2 separate regions of the Oncorhynchus mykiss genome follow, and region 1 is linked to region 2. The links are chromatin contacts, called in public Hi-C maps. All regions are on one chromosome and are shown on one strand. The core of a region is the stretch at or near the end of the contact, and the rest is flanking DNA. Distances in the headings are between cores, read along the strand shown.

Region 1 (5,902 bases), core at 1,934-4,433, 160 kb after region 2:
GAGCACCCAGTTTTGAGCACCCAGTGTTGCGTGAGTGCATTAAAGAGCACAGTATTGCACTCTCTGTTTCCTGCGTCTGACTCCACACCCACGACACCCGGAGCGTTACAATATAGGTGATAATTCAAGGAAAGTTGTGTTTGATTACTGCTCCAATTCGCACTTTCACCAAAGTTTAGAATGGTAAAGAATAGGGAATAAAACATTGTTCTTTTAAACTGCAAGCACTGCTTTGGGACTACTGGTTATACACCACATGACCGCACCATCAGACCAGACTACATTGATGTGTGATTTTGACTCCCTTTATCATTAATAGTCTACTAGGTATAGCTTTTATAACAATGTCATACTCCTTGCTTGAAACCTCAAAGTTGTATCTTTCCATAAATTATCTCCGCATAAATAGATTCCCACTAATGCTAAGTAATTGGCTGACAAGGATAATATTTTTCAAGAACCAATTACAGTAAAATAACATCTTGTTTCTATGTAATACTGACCCATCAGTCCATATAAAACATTCATGAGGTGAAAAGTTGTTTATACAGCAAAGCCCAGCACATTAAAGCCTGCTTGTGAAAAGCCACCAATTTCACAGAAAGTTTACTTACAATATAATGGACATTGTTGTAAAAATTAAGCCCTCCGAGCTTCAGAAAAACAAAATGAGGTTACAATATTCCAAAATGAAGTTGTTCAATAGCCTATCGAAGAAACAGCAAGTGGATTTGGAAATGTCAATAGATGAAAAAAGATAGGATGAACGAGAGTGTCCCTTAGCTTTGGATAAAAGAACCCTCCCTTGAAGACTTAAATCCCTCCCTAACCATGATTCAGTTACAGGATTCAAATTAAGATCATTCACAGCCTTAAGGTTTTTTGGTGGTATCTACATTGAGGTAAAGTGGCTTCAGAACGTATTCAGACACCTTGACTTTTTCCACATTTTATTATGTTACATAGAGTTCCTCTGTGGAGATGGGAGAACCTTCCAGAAGGACAACCATCTCTGCAGCACTCCACCAATCTGGCCTTTATGGAAGAGTGGCCAGACGGAAGCCACTCCTCAGTAAAACAACCCGCTTGCAGTTTGCCAAAAGGCACCTAAAAACTCTCAGACCATGAGAAACAAGATTCTCTGGTCTGATGAAACCAAGATTAAACTCTTTGGCCTGAATGCCAAGCATGACGTCGGGAGGAAACCTGTACCATCTCTATGGTGAAGCATGGCGGTGGCAGCATCATACTGTGGGGATGTTTTTCAGCTGCAGGGACTGTGGAGACTAGTCAGGATCGAGGCAAAGATGAACGGAGCAAAGTACAGAGAGATCTTTGATGAAAACTTGCTGCAGAGCGATCAGGACCTCAGACTGGGGAGAAGGTTCACCTTCCAACAGGACAACGACCCTAAGCACAGCCAAGACAATGCAGGAGTGGCTTCGGGACAAGTCTCTGAATGTCCTTGAGTGGCCCAGTCAGAGCACAGACTTGAACCCGATTGAACATCTCTGGAGAGATCTGAAAATAGCTGTGCAGCAACGCTCCCCATCCAACCTGACAGAGCTTGAGAAGATCTGCAGAGAAGAATGGGAGAAACTCCCCAAATACAGGTGTGCCACACTTGTAGTGTCACACCCAAGAAGGATCGAGGCTGTAATCGCTGCCAAAAGTGCTTCAACAAAGTATTGAGTAAAGGGTCTGAATACTTATGTAAATGGAATATTTCTGTTTTTATTATTTTTTATTATAAATTAGCAAACATTTCTAAAAACCTATTTTTGCTTTGTCATTATGGGGTATTGTGTGTAGATTGAGGGAAAAAAAACTATTTCATACATTTTATAATAAGGCTTGTAGTGGTTATTTCTGTATTACCAAATAAGGAGAGACAAACTTATCACTTAAGTCAGAGTTATACTTAAACTAAATCTTTATTCACGTATTAATAAGGGAGCAGGTCAATACAACACACACATACAAGGTGCCCTTGGAAGATAATAAAAGAACAGGATGGGCTGAAGAACTGTGGTCTCTTCTCAGAGGCTCTTTGTATTATGCCGTGTGACCAGGTTACTCATAAGCAAAGAGACATTGAAACAATATCAATTCCAAAACAATTCCTTGAGCTGATCTCTATCTCATGTCCTTGACTACATGCCCAGAACAGCTGTGGGGAGTGAACGTGGAAGAGAAGAACCATCCTTTCTCAGAAGCACAGCATTGACACTGAAGAAAGTTAAGTATTAATATTAAACACATCAGTTAAATAGTGATTATTCTCTCACAGACTGTAACCTAACAAAATGTGGGAAAAGTCAAGGGGTCTGAATACTTTCCGAAGGCACTGTAGGTTACAGTATCTAGCTCCCGAGTGGCACAGCGGTCTAAGGCACTGCATCTCAGTGTTTGAGGTGTCACTACAGACAGATGGTTCGAATCCAGGCTGTATCACAACCGGCTGTGATTGGGAGTCCCATAGGGCAGCACCCAGCGTCATCCAGGTTTGGCTGGTGTAGGCCTTCATTGTAAATAAGAATTTCTTCTTAACTGACTTGCCTAGTTAAATAAAGGTTACATTTTTTTTTTTTAATTCAGAGATGTTACAACCTGCTGGATTGACAGCTCCTTTAAGAACCAACATCTCACATTTGGAAAGATTTAATACCAAACCTGAGATTTTGGAGAACTCCTTAACAATATCCAATGCAAATCTAGCCACTGACACATTTTTCAAAAAAAGTGACGTGTCATCTGTCAATTGGAATATCTTGAGCGCTCTGGCCTGGAATGTAAATGCCTTCAGATTGACTGTGATAAACTAATGAGCATAAGGTTTGAGATACTAACAAAAATACAAATGAAAGGTGAGATTGGACAACTTTGTCGTATTCCTTGGTAAATGTTAAACCTTGAGGATGTTCCATGACAGTTTCATACAGCTATTGGCACCATTATGCAGCGTTCTAATAGCGTCACCAACAACAATTACCAAACTTCCAATGCATAAGACAATCAAAGATAAAACTGTGAGTTACGGTATCAAATGCTTTCTGAATATTCAAAAATAAGATAACATGGAAGTCATCCAATAGATCACAATACTCAACCACCTTAACCATTGTACATGTCAACTTCAATGCGGTAGGGTCGTCCCAAGGATCCCGAATAGCACGGAACATTTCGCGAACGGCGTCTTAAAGTTTCTTTCCCAGCATGCACTTCGACCCAACCCCCGGAAATAGTTTAATGTTTGCTAGTCATTTAACTAGCTAACAAAAGCTACCTAATCGATTTCACGAAGCGAACAACAGCAGGACAGCATTCAGGTAATGTCGTCTTGTTTATAGCAATCTGCTTTTCGTACAACCAACTGTCATTTACAGCTGACGTGTTATACAAAGTTCAAGTTTGGTTATATCGACTAACTTACTAGCTAACGTTACCGCTGAACGGAAGCAACATTGGCGAGTTATAATAGCTACTACAATTGCTAACTGGATATTTAGTTCAGCCTCAGGACATATTATGACTCAGGAAAATTGATAATCGACACCTATAATTGGTGAGTGACTAAAAACTGAGGTGTATGAGGTTGCTTGTGTTTCTAGTATAACTAACGTTAGGTAGCGAGTCTAGTTATTTAACTAGCTAAGTTACATTGTCTTAGTTAGCAAATAACTTGATGTCATGCATGGCTAAATCAAATTAGTGTTTGCAGCTGTGTCAACTTGGCCACAATCTCTGACCACACGTCAGTCAGTGCAGGGCTCTCAACCATGTTCCTGGAGAGTTAACGTTAACCTCCTGTAGATTTTCGATCCAACCCTCGTTTTAACTAACCTGATTCAGTTTATCAACCAGTTTATTATTAGAGTCGGGTGCGCTAGATTAGGATGGAAGCGAGAACATACGGTAGCTCTCCAGGAACAGGGTTGGAGAGCCTTGCATCAGTGTGGCTGGAGCAAAATAACCTTGGAGGTCACGTAAACTAGCTAGACAAAGCAGCCTTTCAGTTTAACAGATTGGTCAAAGTGGCAACTAACTAGTCAATCTACGTATCTGTATGTTTTTGCTGGTATAATTGTATACTTGAAGAGCTTATTTCTGGAAAAGCTCTTATATCCACCAATTTTCACATTGAAATGTTTGCTTATGGATACCTTCATGTCTAAAATATTAGTGTTTTCACATTTTTAATTCATAGATTTTTAGCTGTGTATTAATTTTTTATTTTTTTTGCAGAACGCTATCAATTGTTTAGGTGGGATGGAATGTTCGTATACTGTATTTGACAATGATATGTGGTTGTCTCCGCTAGCTATCTTAAGATCATAGTGGCTCTTGATAAGATCATCTACTAATTGACCACGTTTACATACAAATATCCAGTTTTTATTCGACATACTCAAACACAGAATACTTGAGTTGACGCATTTAATAAACATAATATCCGTTTACAATATCCCAAAAAAGCTTGCATCCCGGTTATGAGAAACTCGGATAAGATGCCTGGGATATGTTGCTCTTAGACGGGATACTATGGCATGTAAACGTCTTCTTTTTGGTGGTCTGCACAGGCTGTTTCGCCTATCATGTGATGTTTGTCAAAGGAGTCACTCTGAAAAGTAGGCTGGCTACCTGCTCAGTTCGATCCACCGTAAATATTTAGCTGATACTCCGTACTGGACCATTTGGTAGGCCATTTGTTTTACTATAGTTAGAAGAGAAGCTGCACCTAGGCCTGTCCTAACTTGTTGCCCTGGAAGACTAATAAAGCAGTGCTCACCAGAATAATGTATTACATTGATAGAATGAATGCATTATCAATCTAGTTAACACTGGTAACGTTGTCTGTTTTTACTTCTTCTAGGCAGTACTCTCACAGGACAAGGACATATCTTAGGCAAATGGATCCTCCTCATCAATCCAAGGGAGGCAACAGGCCTCGGGATGGCAAACGTGGACCGAGCCAGTCCACTGTCCCTCATCAGAAAGATGCCTATGCCAGACTCCTCAGCCAGCATCACAGCAGCAAGTTCAGATCCTACCTGGACCAGTATGTCCAACAACAGGGGGAAGAGAGAGGGCCGTGCGAACAGAGGCAGGGATTAGCATACAGCGAAAAACAAGACATACCGCAGAGAAAAAGGGACCAGGCGTTTATCGAGTGCTCTGACTCGAGTGACTTCTCGCCTTCGCCTATGAAAGGTAAAGGAGGTGAAGAGAGCTCTCTATCCTTGTACATGGACAAGCTGAATAGTCGAGGAGCCCTGCAGGAGCCAGAGAGGAGGCAGGGGGTTTCCGACAAGCAGCGACGCGGGGAGAGGAGGGACACCAACACCAGTCAGGATGGAGATGTGGAGTCCGGTGAGGAGTTTGCCTCCCTCAAACAGAGGGACTCCCAGCAGCAGCAACAACATATAAGAAACAAAGGCTACAAAGACCATGCTTACAAAGTGCCCACAAGTAACCAAGTGAACAAGGACATGAGTTATGGGGTATCCCCCCCGAAAGCCTTCTCATCTTTCCCAGCTCAGGCGCAAGAGAAGAAGAAGTCCAAGAAGAAGAATGTGCCAAAGACCAACGCAGATAACAAGAGAGGTGGGCCCATGTATCCTGACTTCGATGCAGACATGTCAACATCCCCCCTTAACAAATCCAAAAACATGCAACCACAAGGTAAAAAATGGTCTTGACTAAAGTGAATATACTTTTTGAAATACCCTGACTGCAAAGTTGTCATATGTGATCAAGCTTTTGCAAACAGCTGCATTTTCTGTTGAAGATGTATTGTAATGGATTGTAATCGGACTTCTATTGTCATCCTCAGGTGCCTCTACGCCTTCTGACAAGGGTAAGAAGACTAGAGGAAGCCAAGGAGGATCAAAGAAGCAAGTGT
Region 2 (6,311 bases), core at 3,775-6,274:
TATTACAATAACACATACAGCTTTGGACATAGCTGTCCTTCATGAGTGAATCACAGTTCATAGCTGTTTCCTCACCTGTATGAAGCGAGAGCCACACGTTTCACACTTGTATGGCTTTTCTCCTGAGTGGATTCGGGTGTGGGTCTTGAGGTTGGCCGGCCGGTTGAACTGAGCACCGCAGATGTTACAGCGGTACGGTTTCTCGCCTGGATTGCAAGAAGTATTTTAAAAAACAACACATTAGGAACTACTCTTTGCATGACAGACTGACCAGGTGAATCCTGGTGCATCGCACAGAGATGCACAAATACGATAAACCATTGAAAATGGGCGAATCTCTCCTTTAAGATGTAACAGAAGTCTTACCGGTGTGGACAGTCTTGTGGCTGGCGAGGTTCCCTTTGTAACGGAAGGCAGCCTGGCACCGGTCACACTTGTATGGCTTGTCAGCATGGACCTGGAGCATGTGGCCTTTCAGGGAGTCCGCTTCCGCAAACTTTGAGTTGCAGAAGTTGCAACCATTCTCTACAACAGAAACATTGAGATTTAGTCAATGAAAAGTGGAACAGCATGAATGTAAATGTACTGCGTCAATGTTTATAGCACTGTCCCCACTAATTGAAGTACACTACTCACCACCGCTTGAGTCGGAGTACTCAGAGTGCAGCTCATTGTCCTCCCCGCTGTAGGTGCCAGGGGAGCGGGGACACACCACCAGGTGCTGAGGGGCATCTGTACCACAGGAGGAGCATCTAAGTTGGTTAATGTTGTGATGGCTGGCCTGTGGGACAAGGATCTCTTCTGCGTGCACGTTGACCATCTCTGCAGCCTGCAGCTCCTTCATCGGTCCCTCTGATCCACTAGTCCTGTTAGAGCCCTGAGGAGTGGTGCAGTCCCCAGCCTCAGCGCTCCCTCCCTGGGCCTCATCCTCGTCCTTCTCCCTGGAGGTCTGGTTCATCACGATGAACTTGTACTTCTTCCAGTTGCGGGCCTTGGGCTCCTGGGAGCAGCCAGAGGGCTGGGTCGCATTCCTGCTGCAGCCGCTGGACTCGGTGGGGGAGTTGGGCTGGCAGTCAGAGCGGAGGGGGCTCTGCGGGCTGCAGATCACACCTTTGCTGCAGCCTGGGGACAGGCTGAGGGAGTCTGGTTGGGGGGGTTGGATGCTGTCCTCCTCCATGGGGGAGGCCCCTCTGTGTTTAGGTCCCTGGAGCCCCATGAAGGGCCCCGACGGGCAGCTGGAGCAGGGGAGGGGGCGGAGGATCGTAACGGAGGAGGATGAGGACTGGGATGAAAGAGGGTGGTGGACGATGGTGGTGGCCTCTGTGCGATTCGCGGGAGAGAAGAGCTTCTGAGAGATGGAATCCCCTTTGTGGAGGTCACTGAAATTGAGGGCGTCTGGCAGCTTTCCGATGGGCATTGGGATGTGTTTTCCGTGGACGTGGTGGGAGCTACCTGAAGCATTGATACCAGTGAATACACTGGGGCAGTAGCTCCTCCGGTCTCTGAGGGGAGACATGGATGTGTGGCTGGGGCTGGTCGCCAACCCTTCCAGAGCCCTGAAAGCAGGGAGGTCCTGAGAGAGACGCATCGGGCTAGTCAGTACCTCATCTCTCTGCAGAGTCACAGACTGCTCTCTAAAAGGACCAGGAAAGAAGGAGAAACACCCATTTAGTTCCAAACAGATACTATTCAGATGTGAATAAGTAAAAAAAATAAAATAAATAGGGCTTGGAATATTCACAGACCCGACCAGGAAAAGTTCCAGACACTAGTAGGCTACCAACCAAGTATAAATGGACGAGCAATTATGTAAATGTTGTTTGTACCTGGACTTGATGAACCTGCGGCAGGTGTCCACCACATGTTCCATCTGGAGGTATGACGCTGTGTTCATGGTAACCAAAACCAGGCTGTCCTTCAGGGTCAGGGTGGAGGTGTACATGAAGTCCAGCAGGATGGCAAAACCATCAGGGTCCACCGTGGGGTCCAGGCTGATGGCACTCAGGTTACTCTTCAGGGGGTCGGTGAATATGGAGTAAAAGAGCCCACTATAAAACGGGAAAGAAATGTGAAAATCGCATGTTAGGATTGTGCCCTTTTCTCTCACAATGGCAGTCGCACAGCACAAGAAGGACGTTTGGCCGAAAAACACGTAGCTGGGTCTTGAACGTACCTGCAGGCCACGAGGACTGCCCTGTGAGCGCAGAAGCGCTGACCGTCAATCTGGATTGAGACATCCGTCAGGATATTTCTACTGCGGAGGCGGTTGAAGTTGAGCAGAACATCACCGGCATGGCGGGTGAATTGAATGCAGCCATCTGCCAATGAGGCCATGATGTTAGAATCTGGAGAAACATGGAAAAATACAGTATTGATAAAGGACCATCCGCCAAGCTCAGACTGGGAGAGTTGCTGATTAACATAAACATAAAGTATGCAAAGCTGCTCTAGTCATATATTTGTCATATGTTATACGCTACATGACCAAAAGTATTTGGACAGCTGCTCGTAGAACATCTCTTTCCAAAATCATGGGCATTAATATGAAGTTTGTCCCCCCTTTCATCTAGATGTTGCAACATTGCTGCGGGGACTTGCTTCCGCAGCCACAAGAGCATTAGTGAGGTCGGGCGATTAGGCCTGGCTTGCACAGGGGCATTGTCATTCTTAAACAGGAAAGGGCCTTCCCCAAACTGTTGCCACAAAGTTGGAAGCAGAGAATCGTCTAGAATGTAATTGTGTGCTGTAGCATTAATATTTCCCTTCACTGGAACTAAGGGGCCTAGCCCGAACCATGAAAAACATCCCCAGACCATTATTCCTCCTCCACCACCACACTTTGCAGTTGGCACTATGAATTGGGGCAGGTAGCATTCTCCTGGCATCCGCCAAACCCAGCCTGATGGACTGCCAAGTGGTGAAGCGTGATTCATCACTCCCGAGAATGCGTTTCCACTGCTCCAGAGTCCACCACTCCAGCTGACACTTGGCATTGCACATGGTGATCTTAAGTTTGTGTGCGACTGCTCGGCCATGGAAGCCCATTTCATGAAGCTTCAGAGTGCTACGCTTCCTTTCTGTGAGCTTGTATGGCCTACGACTTCACGGCTGAGCCGTTGTTGCTCCTAGAAGTTTCCACTTCACAATAACAGCTCTTACAGTTGACCGGGGCAGCTCTAGCAGGGCAGACATTTGACAAACTGACTTGTTTTTAAGGTGGCATCCAATGATGGTGCCACGTTGAAAGTCACTGAGCTCTTCAGTAAGGCCAATCTACTAGCAATGATTTTATACATCTGTCAGCAACTGGAGTGGCTGAAATAGCAGAATTGACTAATTGGAAGGGGTGTCCACATACTTCTGTGTATGAGGACATCATAGCATCATAATCCTATTACCATTGTAATCCTATTACCATTGAACTTGGTGTAGGTGGCACCATTTCAATGTCCAACGAAGTAAAAAGCATTGCTGGAAATGGGACCACGTCTGAGGGAGGCTACAGATCTAAAATACCATGTCAACTATTGCTAACTCCGAGGCATTGAACTCATGTTCATGACATAAAAATAGTGACAAGCCATGATTGTTGTGGAAAAGTAGACTTTATACAGGCTACAGTAAACAAGTTAGGCCATTTGCTGTTACCCAAATATTGGATTACATATTGCTATTAGACTTACCATAGATATGATTTAACCCTTACAATAAACGTACAAATAAAATATTTGTACATTTAGGAATTATGACCTTTATTTCACTGCAAATATTTTACTATGCATTACTTAAGAAACACTTTAATAAAATACACATTTAAACCCCGTTTCCTATTTGCTTTTGACCTATAGCCAAGCCCATAAATGCTGACGGCTCACGCTTGGAACATGTTTCGCATTTAGTACATTCCGTTTTGGGGTGCGCACAGATTAGGTTGCTTCTAAATACGCTTCCTGTTCTTCGATAGGCCTATACGTGGAAAGCCAGCTTGTTTAACAGATGACATTTAACACTGGTTATACCCAATTTATTTTAACTATAAAAATAAACTAGAAAAATTGGAGTACGGCAATGCGAATAATAGGTTGTGGGATTTTTAGGAGTTTCAAATGCATGTACCCACAGGACTACACATTGCACAGAGGCTCCCCACTGTAAATGTAGTACACAACGAGTAGGCAGTTATTGATAATAACGGTCCATTAAAACAAATCAAGAATGTAGGCCTACATCAAAATATTGTTTGTTTTGTCTCAGCATTGAACGAAAAAGTATTCGACAGATCCTTAGTGGATATCTACCAGCGAAGTTAAATCAACATCAAGAGAGAGAAAAGTACAGTGCTCAAAGCTCAAATGTAGTACGCAGTGATCTAACAAGACAGACTCGCCCTGTTGCGCGAATTTTCTTGCTCTTAAGTTTACTGATATTTAACGACTATTAAAGATGCATACTTTTTGATAATATCAAATTCATTTTATCCGTTTTTTTTTTTGATAAATCAAAAACATTCTGACTATATAAACCCAAAAGTAATCTTTATGTACAGTAGGATAGGCTATAAAGGAACTGCACATTCGGCCTAATATATTATCTCTCGATAATATCTAGATATTCGATTAACCAACATGATTAAAAAAAAAGTGAGCATAATGTGGCAATACAGTTTCCCAATGACAGAATGGACCACGAACTTCCGACTGAATATCTGGCAAGCATGCTGCTTGAGCAGAGGAGATCCTAGACGACTTGACCATTAATCAAGTAATAAACATCAGCAAGAAGTCTAGCAACTGCAGCCTAAGAGACCCTACTGTTCCCAAAACGAAAGAAAACATAAAACCATCTAAAGAATTTAAGTATTTCAAGTGTATCAATAGAGGTCAATGAGCCACAACGAATGTCTACCACTACAAGCAACTTCTACCGTTATACTGTAAAATAATGAGGGGAAAAAATTCACCTTATAAAACTTTCCTGGAAACTTCGTGCATCACCAGTTCTGAGAATCAAGTTCTAAGAAACTCAAGGGTTTAATTCTCGGAATTCTACCAGTGGGCCATACCATTTCCAAATCAGTGGGGAGGGTACATGGTGTTGTGTGTGCCTTTTTTTATCGTCATTACACGACATATATTTGGATATTCTATTTAGGCCGTAAATTAGAGACGATATACTATTGATTAAGTTTCAAAAATAAACGGTGACATGGATTTTTAACTATGACAACTATTTCATTTTTACTCTATTATACCTCTTTAGTGTAACTGTCCACATACAAGGTCACCTGACCATTCTATATAGACCTCGAAGAAAACGAGCTCGTTCACGAGGATGGACACGAGCAAGGTTTTGCGTAAAGAGATTTGATGTATAAATCAGGCGATAGGTAGGTGGGTTGCCTGTCATTAGATGCTTTGTTTTATTTTATTTTATGCGCAACCCTACCTTCACTACTATTTGTTGCCGAACATGTTCAGACTACTTTTTGGAGACGTCTTCAGTTTCAGCTATCCACTTTGGATTGTAAAACCTTTTTCCGTTCACTGTTGTGTGGAAGTAGGAGCAATTACATTAATTTTTGTATTGTGGGGGACATAACAGTTATAATATTTTTGACGGAAACGCACGCTAGTTTCAGGAAATGGTAGCCTATAGCACCACAATGCCCAACGTTGTAGTCTAAGGTGGTTGGACTCTGTATTAGTAGTAATTTAATAGTAAGTATAGGCAAAAACATGTACAGAAATCTCCACCTACATAGGCGTGAATAAAACTTTTGCACAAGTGCTACAAAGGCAGCAATGGTTATGCGCTAACGTTATATGGCTATAGGCTAGGCGTCATGCGGAACCGCTCTGTATTGTTTATCTTTTTATTACATTGTAATAAATTGTAATACACATGTTGGAATGGATTTACACTTGAACCCTATTTTATTTAACCTACTGTTACATGACTCGTTTACAATGTTCCCTAGCACGCCCAGTCAATAAAGAGATTGGACACGAAGATGAGATCATTCCTTTAGGGATAGCATACTGCCCGACGAGTAGGCTGCTTGAGACACAAAATTAGGTGTGAACTTTTGCCTGTGTTTAGGCTATTCCATCTATGTAATTTAAAGGGGCAATCTGAAGTTGATACATCCATTTTTGGACTTGAAATTGATGATATGAACCCATTGATTCTTGAAGAATATAACTTATAAATGCCTAATGGGGTTAGTTCAACTGTCATACCCCATCAGGACCCCAAAATGTTTCACTCCAATGCGTGTAAAGTAAGTAAATGTAAAAAATGTACGGTCAGTC

The links. A called contact is a pair of places that touch in the nucleus more often than the background predicts.
Region 1: a Hi-C map of liver shows a contact between it and region 2, with 2.3 times the contacts expected there. The contact joins the promoter of dis3l2 here to the promoter of LOC110530070 in region 2. A contact is called at or near these places in 2 of 3 Hi-C or Micro-C datasets (blood and liver).

The regions. Positions count from the first base shown.
Region 1 is chr8:52,227,495-52,233,396 of USDA_OmykA_1.1, forward strand. It overlaps dis3l2 (DIS3-like exonuclease 2), which reads left to right and starts at 3,184. Exons shown (of 21, transcript XM_021612868.2): 1 at 3,184-3,329; 2 at 4,874-5,682; 3 at 5,834-5,902. The coding sequence starts at 4,911.
Region 2 is chr8:52,063,774-52,070,084 of USDA_OmykA_1.1, forward strand. LOC110530070 (B-cell lymphoma 6 protein) reads right to left here and starts at 5,025. Exons shown (of 8, transcript XM_021612863.2): 1 at 4,961-5,025; 2 at 2,174-2,345; 3 at 1,827-2,048; 4 at 637-1,634; 5 at 367-525; 6 at 76-206. The coding sequence starts at 2,334.